Linked DNA regions of Pan troglodytes: region 1 is linked to region 2. Evidence: chromatin contacts called from public capture Hi-C data. All regions are on one chromosome and are shown on one strand. Each heading gives the region's core, a stretch centred on a gene start, on an enhancer-like site or on the middle of the called end of the contact. The rest is flanking DNA. Distances are from core to core; before and after follow the strand shown. Region 1 overlaps AK7 (adenylate kinase 7). Region 2 has its middle 56 kb from the start of C14H14orf132.

Region 1 (5,468 bases), core at 1,696-4,195, 330 kb after region 2:
CTTTAGGCTCACCCCAGGATACACTGTCCTTAGGGGTCCTGGCCCAGGTTCTGGTCCAGCACACTGGGTTGAAAGCCCTGCATCACCACCCAGCCGAGCTTGAGCCGTCACCCACAAAGGGGTCTGTGTGTCTGAAAAGCTGTTTGGCCCAAAAGAGGCAAATAACTCAGAGTTGTAATGGGGAACAGGGGAACCACATTTTCCCTGTTCCCAGAATCTATCTCATTTGTTTCTTAAAACAACTCTGAAAAGTGCCTATTAACCTCCTCTTATGAATAAGGAGATGGGAGCTTCCAGAGGTTAAATAATTTGCCCAAGGTCACATAACTAGGATTTACTGAGCACTGTCCTGAGCGCATCTCAGCCTTGACTCATCTACTCCTTCTAACAAGGCTGTTATCTATGCATATTGATGTCCTCAGCGCATTTCCTGGCATGGAGCTGAGATTCGGTCTGAGAGCCATCAGCCACCAAAGCCTGCTGGGTTTGCTTTTTTTCTTTGGAATCCAAAACCCCATCATTCAATAGAATTTATCTTGACACATCCTTGGTCACTCACTGGTCATTAAGACATTCTCATAGCTTTTTTTTTTTTTTTTTTGAGATGGAGTCTCGCTCTGTCGCCCAGGCTGGAGTGCAGTGGTGCAATCTTGGCTCACTGCAACCTCTGCCTCCTGGGTTCAAATCATTCTCCTGCCTCAGCCTCCCGAGTAGCTGGGACTACAGGCACGTGCCACCATGCTCGGCTAATTTTTTGTATTTTTAGTAGAGTCAGATTTCCACCATGTTAGCCAGGATGATCTCGATCTCCTGAACTCGTGATCCGCCCGCCTTGACCTCCCAAAGTGTTGGGATTATGGGCATGAGCCACCATGCCCAGCCCCTTCTGTTGCAGCTATTGCAGTATCTGGCCAGCAGCCTGCAATGCAAAGGGGCTATCTCTTTGTTCCCAGGCGGATTGGCAGGTTGAGAAATAATAGACACACACAACATAGTGAAAGCTGGGTCCAGGGGGGTCACCGCCTCCTGGTCCCGCGGTGCCAACAATGCACTGGATATACCAGCATTTATTATTAAGTTTAGTGAGGGCGGGGATAGGTTAGTGAGGGATTTAGGGTCATTTGATTATGAGGTGAGATGGTCACATGGGGATGAAGTAATTCTTTAACATAACATCTGTATGCAGAAGTACAATATACAGGGATAAGAATTTACAATGTAGTGTGTGCATCAGTAATTTCTAACAGAGCCTTAAAACAGAAACACAGTCTTTCCATAACCTATGATTAGCAAGGTATTAATCAGCAGTAACAGTTGCAGCCAAAGCTGGTTACAAACAATCCATAGAAACAAGACATGAAGCTAGACAACTGGTTAGACCAGAAATTCTCAGAAGGGAGTATGCCTTAACCCTACAGAGGCCTAGAAGAGCCGTGGCAAGATGAGGGTGTTTATAGTCCTATCTTATCCATATGGACAGGCACCCCCCATGCGTCCATTTATAGGCTCTCCATAAGGGTCGCATTCCTTTCCCAGAGCTATGAACATCTGCTTTTCTGGGATAGGAATCTTGGTGATGTGAAACCTCCCTGACTGCACGTCCATTCATAGGCTCTCTGCAGGGGGAAGCACATCACGCGCTGTTGGCTCATTCTGGCAGCCCAACCTGGCATTGTCTTTACACAATTCTGCATGCAATTTTGTATTTACAATAGTCAGGAGCATTTCATCTTTTATTCTGTAGCAATAGTTTCAGGGGGTTGCCCTACAGCAGCAAAATTCATCATTTTGACATGTCCATTATAAAATTATTTTATTTCTCTTGCCTTTCTTCAGAATAGATGATAGGAATGCCCTGACAATGAATAAGTAGTGACAGCTGAAAAATTATGATGATGATGATTTTTCATTCAGAGTTTTTATTTTTATTCAACTATAAGCAAACAGCAGAATTAACACAACATTCAGCAACTCCAGACCAGCTTTTCTTACCCCCATGAAGAGCAATCAATTTGACAGACACAGATGTAGGGATTCCTGATAAGCGGTCAGCTAGTACTGCTGCCCATCTACAGGGCCATGCCCCAACAACAGCAAAGCCACTCTCCCTACTCCTTTTTCCAGGATTGCTCTTTAAAGGGACCAGAGTGAGATACTGACGCCTATTAAGGCAACTGAGAGGCCCGTGTTGGGGCTGAGCCTCATTGCGAGCCTCTGGTTGTCTAGCGACGGTGCCATAAAAACACACTGCTACAGTTCTGGTCTCAGGATCACAAAGGCAGAGGCAACCAATCCTTTTTTTTTTTTTTAACCTCCCTTAAAGATTCTTTGATGCTTTGCTCTATTACTGTAGACCTGGTCTATTTCTGCCAAATTTTTTCTTTAAATTCTGGGTTGCTATTTTCATAATAACAATTTGATGACCCCATCACAATACCAAAATATCCCCCAAAATGAAGTTCAAAATTGATCAAAACATAAACCAGAGTGAGTGACTAGAATGATAAAGGCCAGGCAGCAGGAAAAGTCACCCTAAGCCACCATCTCAGTGCTCAGGTCTTGTCTGTCCAAAGGGGAGTTGGAAGAGGAGAAAGCTATGGTACATGCAGCACTGAACTGGAGAACACAGCTCGGGGCCTCCAGGACGGTTCAGGTCGCCGAGCTGCCCCCTACTTCCCAGACAGCTGCTCCTACAATTTGGGCACATAGTCGTCCCACTCGGCCTGGTAACACGTGCCGGCCACCGGGACCCCGAGCGCGTACTTTTTACGGAGGGACGCCACCTTGAATTTGCCACGGTGGTCTCCGGAGCGGTTGCTGAGGATGGGCTCGTCACATTTCAGCGGCCTGTGCCTTGGGAGACCTCGAGCCCACATAATCCGGAGAGGACTGTGCCACTGCTGATGTCACTGCCCTTCATGTGGACCACCAGGAAATGATGCCATTCCCTGTATTGGGGATCCTTCCTGCTGGGAGCATCCGGGTCTGTCAAGACCCAGGTGTAGAGTTTCCCTAAATCAAGACCATCCCACGAAATGCCGGTGGGTCTGTTCTTCACCTGGGTGGGATCGGGCACGGTGCTCCGCTCGTCCACCGCCGCCCCGTGCAGGTGACATGCAGCGGGTGCTGCGGCTGCTCGTCCACTTCCTGAAGGCTCCAGGGCCCGGACCGCTGTCTGAGGTTCACCCGCGTGGCGGGGCCGAGCGGAGCGCGCAGTCGGGAGTGCCGCGGGAGGCCAGGCGCCGGCGGCAGCGGCGACACGGGGGTCTCCGCCAGCTGAAAAATTACGGAGGGCTTACTGTGTTCTCAGTATTTTACTCATGGTATCTTATGTCATCTGTGTTTTACTCGCAGTATCTATGAGTTCTCAGTGTTTTACTCATGGTATCTCATGTCATCTTCAAGAGTCTCATAAACAATTCCCAGAATTCTGTGAGGTAGGTACTACTATCATCCTCATATAACTTGGAGAAAACCCCAAACCCTCTGAAAGTGTCATTGCATTGTTCCCATTAGTGGAAGACCAGCGCTTAGTGAACGCTAATAATAGTTCTAAGATGACACCTAGTGGTCTCGGAGGATATTACCATAGGAACTTCGGTCCTATAAAAAACACTTTACCAATACAAACACTGTGAGCATCAAACATTGGAAGAAACAACAGGAAATTAGGAATTCTAGCCCTTTTTCTGTCCATTAACTTATGACTTTAGCCGTGTTATTAAACTTCTGGGCTTAAAATAAGTAAACCGGCTAGATTAGATGGTTTAAATTTATTCCAGTTCTAAATTCCATAACTGTTATTTTATTGGAACCCGTGATTTCTTGATCATTTATGTTTAATTTACAGGTGGAAAATGTATGCTTACACATATAAAGCTGATTTAAGTGAATAACAGTCTAAAATGAGAAATATGATCATATTAATATATTTTTATTACAAAACCTTACACTTGTCATTTAAATAATAAAATCAAAATTTCGTTGTAAAAATCTATTATTTTTATCCCCAACTTTCTTACTCACTCTTTTCTACACCATTAATAAGATTGATTTGGCCAATTTGGTCATCCCAATGATCTTTTTTGATAAGTGATGCTAATGTTTTTATCTGGGAGATAGACCCTTGAAAATAATCATTTAACACATTCATTTAACTAATGTCCAGTTAGATCAAATTATGGACCAGGCACTGTGATAAGGAGCTGCCCTCACAGCCATCGATAAAGCAAACACAGTCTATGCACTCCAGAGGCTGGTTGTCAAGTGGTTTATCTACTGTTATCACATCCTCAGCCAGCACATTCATATACAAGATTACATACACAAAAGGTAGACTTCTATTCAGTATTCTGAGGCAAAGAGGAGACCCTAATAATTATACAAGTTGCCAAAATAGTCCTGAATTGCCTGATACCAAAATTGCTTTCATCTTTTAATGAGTCACACTGATTTTTTTTTTTTTTTTTTTGAGACAGAGTCTTGCTCTGTTGCGTAGGCTGGAGTGCAGTGGCATGATCTCGGGTCACTGCAACCTCTGCCTCCCAAGTTCAAATGACTCTCCTGCCTCAGCCTCCTGAGTAGCTGGAATTACAGGCATGTGCCACCACGCCTGGCTAAATTTTGTATTTTTTAGTAGAGACAGGGTTTCACCATGCTGGCCAGGCTGGTCTTGAACTCCTGACCTCAGGTGATTCACCTGCCTCGGCCTTCCAAAGTGCTGGGGTTACAGGTGTGAGCCACCGTGCCCGGCCGTAGTTTGTCTTGAAAACTATTTTGTCTGATATAAGTATAGTGACTCCTGCTTCTTTTTGGTTTCCATTGGCATGGAATATCTTTTTCCATCCCTTTATTTTCAGTCTATGTGTGTCTTTACAGGTAAAGTGTGTTTCTTGTAGGCAACAGATCAATGTGTCTTGTTTTTTTCATCAATTCAGCCAGTCTATGTCTTTTGATTAGAGAATTTAGTCCACTTACATTCAATGTTATTATTGGTAAGTAAGGACTTACTCCTGCCTTTTGTTATTTGTTTTCTAGTTGTTTTATTGTCTTATCTTCCTTCTTTCTTTCCTTCCTATCTTGCTGTAGGGATGGTGATTTTCTCTGGTGATATGATTTAGTTTCTTGCTTTTTATTTTTTGTGCAACCATTGTAAGTTTTTTAGTTTGAGGTTACAATAAGGCTTGCAAATACTATCTTATAACCCATTATTTTAGTCGGATAACAATCTAACCCTATTGGCGTAAAGAAACCAGCAAAAAGAAAACTAATAACACTATGCCTTACTCCCATCCCCCAATTTTTAAACTTTTTGATGTTTCTATTTATATCTTATTGTACTGTGTCATAAAAAGCTGTTGTAGTTATTATTTTTTTTGGTTCATTGTATAGTCTTCCTACTTAGAATGAGATAGTTTACACACCACCGTTAAAGTGTTCTAATATTTTGTTTTTCTGTGTACTTCCTA
Region 2 (5,331 bases), core at 1,529-4,028:
TTTCCCCATTTGTGAGTCATTGAATAAATTAAAGCTCTTCTGAGCAGCAGCAGTGATCATGGTCACTGCCCTGAGTTCAAATAATGCCAGCTGAGGACAGTGATCTGGAACTCCCAGCATGTCATGTGGTCTCTTAGAAATCCATGTGACTGTTTCCACCATCTTGGGCATTTGTGGGGACCCCCAGACTGGAGGGAGAAAGCCCTACAAAGTGGATGGGAGTGTGGGGCTGAACTTTTCCCTACCCTTAACTTTGTGTCTCTGGGCCCTCCAGGGACCTGGCCCCTCACCAATGCATATGAAGAGTATGCTTGGGGAAGAGCTTAGGAATGGGGTGGGCATGGGAGTGCTGGGTAGCAGCCTTTGAGCAAATCTGCATCTTCTCTTATTTCTGACCTTTTTCCACGTGCCCAGTCCTATTTCCGCCAGTTGAAGGCATACTAATATTCTTTATACTATTTAATCTTTTGCAGAAACCTTACTATTATAACTTGCTACTCTCCAGATACCAATTCTTCATGCCGAGAGCATCGGAAATGTTTTTGTGTCTTACTGATGTTTTCATGATCAACTTGTAAATGTAAGCAGTTGACTTCATAAAAGGTATTTTAACTATTCTTGGAGTCCTTTGCTACCCAAGCACCTGGTTTCACCATGCGATCACTGACTTTTCTACAGTGAAGACTCTTTCTTAATATAGGATTTCGCTGTGCTCTTTTGATTAAAAATATCTAACCTTAAAAGATGTAAAAATGTATCTGTGAAATCTCACTTTATTAGCGTTGTTGCTGTTTGTCATTTTCTATTATGATAATTGAAAAGAGAAAAGAAGAAAACATGAACTCCTCTGTGTCTGGTTCTCATCTGTGCTTTATGCAAAGGAGACGATCTACTCAGCTTTAAAAGGCTCAGCCCCAGCGTCACCTCCATTCTGATGCTTTTCCTGCCCCACCGAGGCAGGACAGGTCCCCTCCTCCCTATCCCCTCCTGATCCCACTCCATCATCACACCTGTAGCAAATCAAATCACGGAAGCTACAGTCAGTTTTCCCAACTATTTGAGCCATCTAAGAGCAAACTTATTCAATGTGTTATCCCCACCACCCAGCACAGTGCCTGGCTCCTAGCAAACGTCCGATATTCTGTGAATGAGTGAATGATACCTGAATGACCGGCCCAGTACATTTCAACACTACGAGGAACATGGACCATATCATTTTCCTTATTAGTTCACTGATAGTAACAAACATTCGTATAGCACTTATGAGGTGTTTGGCGCAGTTCTGAGCTCTTTCCACACATGTTAACTCACTTAATCTTCGTTTTACAAATGAGGAGTCTGAGGCATGCAGAGGTTTCTTGCCCAAGGCCATGTAACTGGTGAACCAGGACTGAAAACCTGATTCTGGGTCAGTCCTGGGCTTAGGCCTCAAGAAGCCTTTTTTTGTTCTGTCTTTGGAACCCTGAGGATGCAAGCAAGGCTAGCCTGCTGGATGAGGAGAGACCAGAGCCTGGCCATTCCTAGGCTGCCAACAGTCCAACAGATAAGAGAGCCAAGGGAGGGGTTAGAACAAGAAGGTGTTCCATAATGTCAAGAGCTGCATGGACTTTGTAGGCAGCAACTAAAGAGATCACTGAGGACTGCCTGGAGGAGGCAATACTTAATTTGGTATGGAATCTGCAGAAACAGGTGCACAGCAGAGGTTGCATGGGGTTCGGGCTAGAAGACCAGGCTGGATAAAGGTCAAGGCAGCAGTGGATCTGAGGCTGCTGAGGATGAAGGGATACAGCCAGCTGGAAGGGGCCTTGAATGTCAAGGTGGGCACCATAGTGGGCCATGGGCCACTGTTGGCCATAGGGAAGCAGGGCTGGTTCTCAAGTAGAGAGGCCTGCAGTTTCTGGAGCAGGGAGGCAGCAAGAGAACTGGGAAGGGGCTCTTGATTTTGCCCCTAGAACCTGCCCCTCTGGCGTCTTCCCTAGCTCGCTGGATGGCACCTCCGCCCTGCACCAGCGTGGCTGATAAGGTGGGGTCTCCCTCCCAATCGTGTGCCTTGCAAAGATGGCAGAGGCTTTCACATGGCCCAAAGGACTGCGTTCTCAAGACTGATAAGCATCATTCTGAAATAGCAAAAATGGCTAGCAGCAAGGTTTCTCAAGAAAAGGAGGCATCCCTGGTCCAATGCTGCTGAATTTATGTCTCAAGAAGCTACAGCCAGTCCAGCCCAGGCCACAACGTGTCCCTCACTTCCTGCCCCACCCTCCTTGCTAACATTTAATTGATTTAATTGAATTTTTGGTTTTACCAATCAGAATTGTAAACACATTCATCCTCATGCAATGTGCCTGTTCCTAGTCAACCCTGGTATTGTAAGGGTATGGGCAGCTTTCCTGGAGCAGAATGTCCATCTGTAATGTGGGGCCTGTAAAGAAATAAAGGTTCAAACAACTACAGCTCTTCACTCTGTCCAGGAGTTGGCTATGCTGTGGGTAGTGGGGTGTTCCTCTCCCCTAGGGATGAGCCGGTCCCCCATTAGCTGTGTACCCTTGGAGGGCTAATGCCTCCTCTGGCTCACCCCTCTGTCCTCCCCAGTGCCCAGCCCAGGGATAACAGTGTCAGGCTTTCCATAAATGAACTAATGAGGGGGGCAGGGATGAACACCGCAGCCTCCCTTCGGTGCCTGCTGGAATGGCCAGGCTCTGCATCCGCTCCCCAGAGCTGCCTGAGCCTTTAGGGTTGGAGGAGGGGGAGAGGAAGGGGAGGGACGGGTTTCTAGGGCTGAGATGGGCCCCTTAGTGATGCTGGTGGGGCTGCCTCTTTATTTAGCTGCCTGCTACCCATGGTCTCCAAAGCCTGCCCTTGCTGGGGATTTTCCATTTGGCTTCCAGTGACTCAGGCTCCCGCAGGGTGCTGGCCTTACCAGGCAGCAGAGATGGCCCCACGATTAATATTGATACAAGCCAGCTGCTGAGGCCTCTTTCACAAGCAAGACAAATAATATTAACTACCACAGCAACCGGCATCTGAGCCGCGCTGCCCTCAGGGTTTGCAAGCGCTTTCCATTCCAGCTTTCCATCCTCTGAACAGGTGACCTGTGTCGGCCCCTCCCATGCCCCAAGCACAACCAGGCAGGGCACCTACTCTCTGTCTTGTGTGGTGGGGGGTTGGGGGAGGCAAAGGATCAGATGAAGACAATGGGTTGTAACTGCATGATAGTGAGAAGCTGAAATGGGCCGGGGCTGAGTGGGGCCTCCTAACCAGCCTAGCACTCCAGGCCAGAACGCCAGGGAGACAAGCCTCCAGTTTTTAGAAAACAAAACTGAAGTTCATCGACTTGTTCATTCAATAAGCAATGACTGAGCACCTGCTATGAGCCAGGCACTGTTCTAGACACTCAGGGTGTATAGTGAACAAAACAAAGCCCCCACCCTGCTGATGGCAAAGGGAAGGTAGACAAGAAGCCAATAAAGAAATAAAGATCAAGCCTTACTTTCTGAAAAACCAAAAGAAAGAAACAGTGAAAGAATGCGCTATGGAATGGAGACAAATGTTGGGGGAAACAGAAAGTAAGTGTGGGGCTGGAGCGGGAGGGGCATGCGGTTTTCGAGAGGATGATCAAGACACTCCTATCCCCAGGGGAGAGGTGGTGCCAGTGTCTCAGGACAGGGTGACAGTTCAGAGAGGTGACCTGACAACGTGCCTGGCCACCCCAAGCTTCTGGATAGAGAGAGTTTTGTACTCAGTTCTTACAGAGTATTGTCTTGTCCCAGAAGTGCTCTTGGAAATAGCATCATTCATTCATTCATTCATTCATTCATCCATTCCTTCATCCATTCCTTCACTGAGTCTCTACTCTGAGCTGGACAGGCAAGAATACACCCTGGCTCCTGCCCCCACGGTACTCACGGTCCAGGCTTGAAGTCCCTGTGTCGTGATCACGGTTGGGGCAGCAGGACCCAGTTCTCCCCTGAGATTAAGTCTCAGAAGACACCTGGTTAACCAGCCAAAGTCTGCATGAGGGTGACACTGGCTGCAGAGTGCTGCCCACAGGGAAGGCTCAGGTGGTGCCTTATACCTCGTTGGACCCTTCTGAGTGGGAAAGGCACTTCCCTGTGTGGCTCCCGCGGGTGCTGCTGGGGCCTAGCACCCTAGCACCTATCTCAAGAAGTCAGACATGGCTGCTGGGGCTGGTGCATGCTGGTCTTGGACTCTCAGCATCTGTTGTCACTCCTTTCGGTAAAGCATGCTATTTCCTCTTGGGGAGCCACAATCCGCAGTCTGTGTACTCGATCCCTCCTGGGCTGGGTAGCCTGAATGCCCCATGGCCACAATGATATGTGCAGGGTGTGTGCCTGGCTCTGGCCTGGGCAGTGGTGACCTTGCAACCCCCTGATCCCAGTGGCTGGGCCAGGAGTGATTACACAACCAGACAGATGCAGGCAGCACAGATGCCCTGACTTGTAAGCGAGCACTGGGAAGCAGTCTGCACGGGGGACTCTGTCTCTCTGCTGGAAGGAAAGCCAGGAGGATGTGCGCCTGTCATGGCAGCCACCATCTCACCGCTGTGAGAGAAGCTGCTGAGAGTGGAGGCACAGCAAGTAGAGCCCAGAGATGGGAAGAAAGAGACTGGCTCCTGCAGGGTCTAACTGGACCCCTGTGGATCAAGCCACATCTGATTCTCCTTATGTAAGCTGATCAATTACCCATCTACTTGAACCGGTTTGAGTTGGGTTTCTGCCCTTTGTCATAGAAGGGATGTTGGTGATACTCCTTCAGTGCACTCTGGCCTTCACCCCACATGGGGATGGCCACCCCCAGGTTGAGGAGCTCTAGGGGGCCGTCCTATTCATCCTCGGCCATCCTGGGCTCTCCTGCCTGGCTGCTGCCTCACTCTATCCCTGCTGTCACCCAGTTCTCTTCGTCCCTCGAAGCTTGAACTTTGAGTCCAGCCACAGGTTCGGCTTTTCTGGCTCGACACATTGTCCTTGGTTTTGGCCTTATCTGCTGGTTTCTGATGGCCTCAGGTACTGTCCACCAATGAGGCTCAACACCTCGGACCTGACCCCAGAATTAGCCTGATCCTGCCTCCAAAGAATTACAATTTGTCAAACAAACTCCCTCCTCATTTTTGTTTCATGCCAGTAGAGTGGGGCGGGGGGCTGCCCCGGTACAGCCCTTTGTCATTACTGCTGCTCTGGGAAGCCTAACATCACCAACATTATGCATCTCACTTCGTAGTTTGCAGAAATCTTTCATGCAGTGGACTGAATATTTGTGTCACCCCCCAAAAAAATTCCTATGTTGAAATCCTAACCCCTAATATGATGGTATTAG

Evidence for each region. Capture Hi-C pulls out chosen DNA fragments and counts their contacts.
Region 1: a contact with region 2 is called in a capture Hi-C map of stem cell-derived neural stem cells, with 5 times the contacts expected there. The contact joins two enhancer-like sites. A contact is called at or near these places in 4 of 7 Hi-C or Micro-C datasets (blood, induced pluripotent stem cells and stem cell-derived neural progenitor cells) and 1 of 1 other capture datasets (stem cell-derived neural stem cells).

What each region holds. Positions count from the first base shown.
Region 1 is chr15:94,422,791-94,428,258 of NHGRI_mPanTro3-v2.0_pri, forward strand. The region is part of intron 5 of AK7 (adenylate kinase 7); the gene reads left to right. It also overlaps the pseudogene LOC134808415. Among named protein-coding and RNA genes, the nearest start is that of AK7, 32 kb to the left of the region's middle. Within about 2 kb of position 2,946, at least 8 of the 24 cell types and tissues checked have an H3K27ac peak or open chromatin away from gene starts, as enhancers often do. A contact at or near this core is called in stem cell-derived neural stem cells, where this site is marked.
Region 2 is chr15:94,094,408-94,099,738 of NHGRI_mPanTro3-v2.0_pri, forward strand. No RefSeq gene overlaps it. Among named protein-coding and RNA genes, the nearest start is that of C14H14orf132, 56 kb to the left of the region's middle. Within about 2 kb of position 2,779, at least 8 of the 24 cell types and tissues checked have an H3K27ac peak or open chromatin away from gene starts, as enhancers often do. A contact at or near this core is called in stem cell-derived neural stem cells, where this site is marked.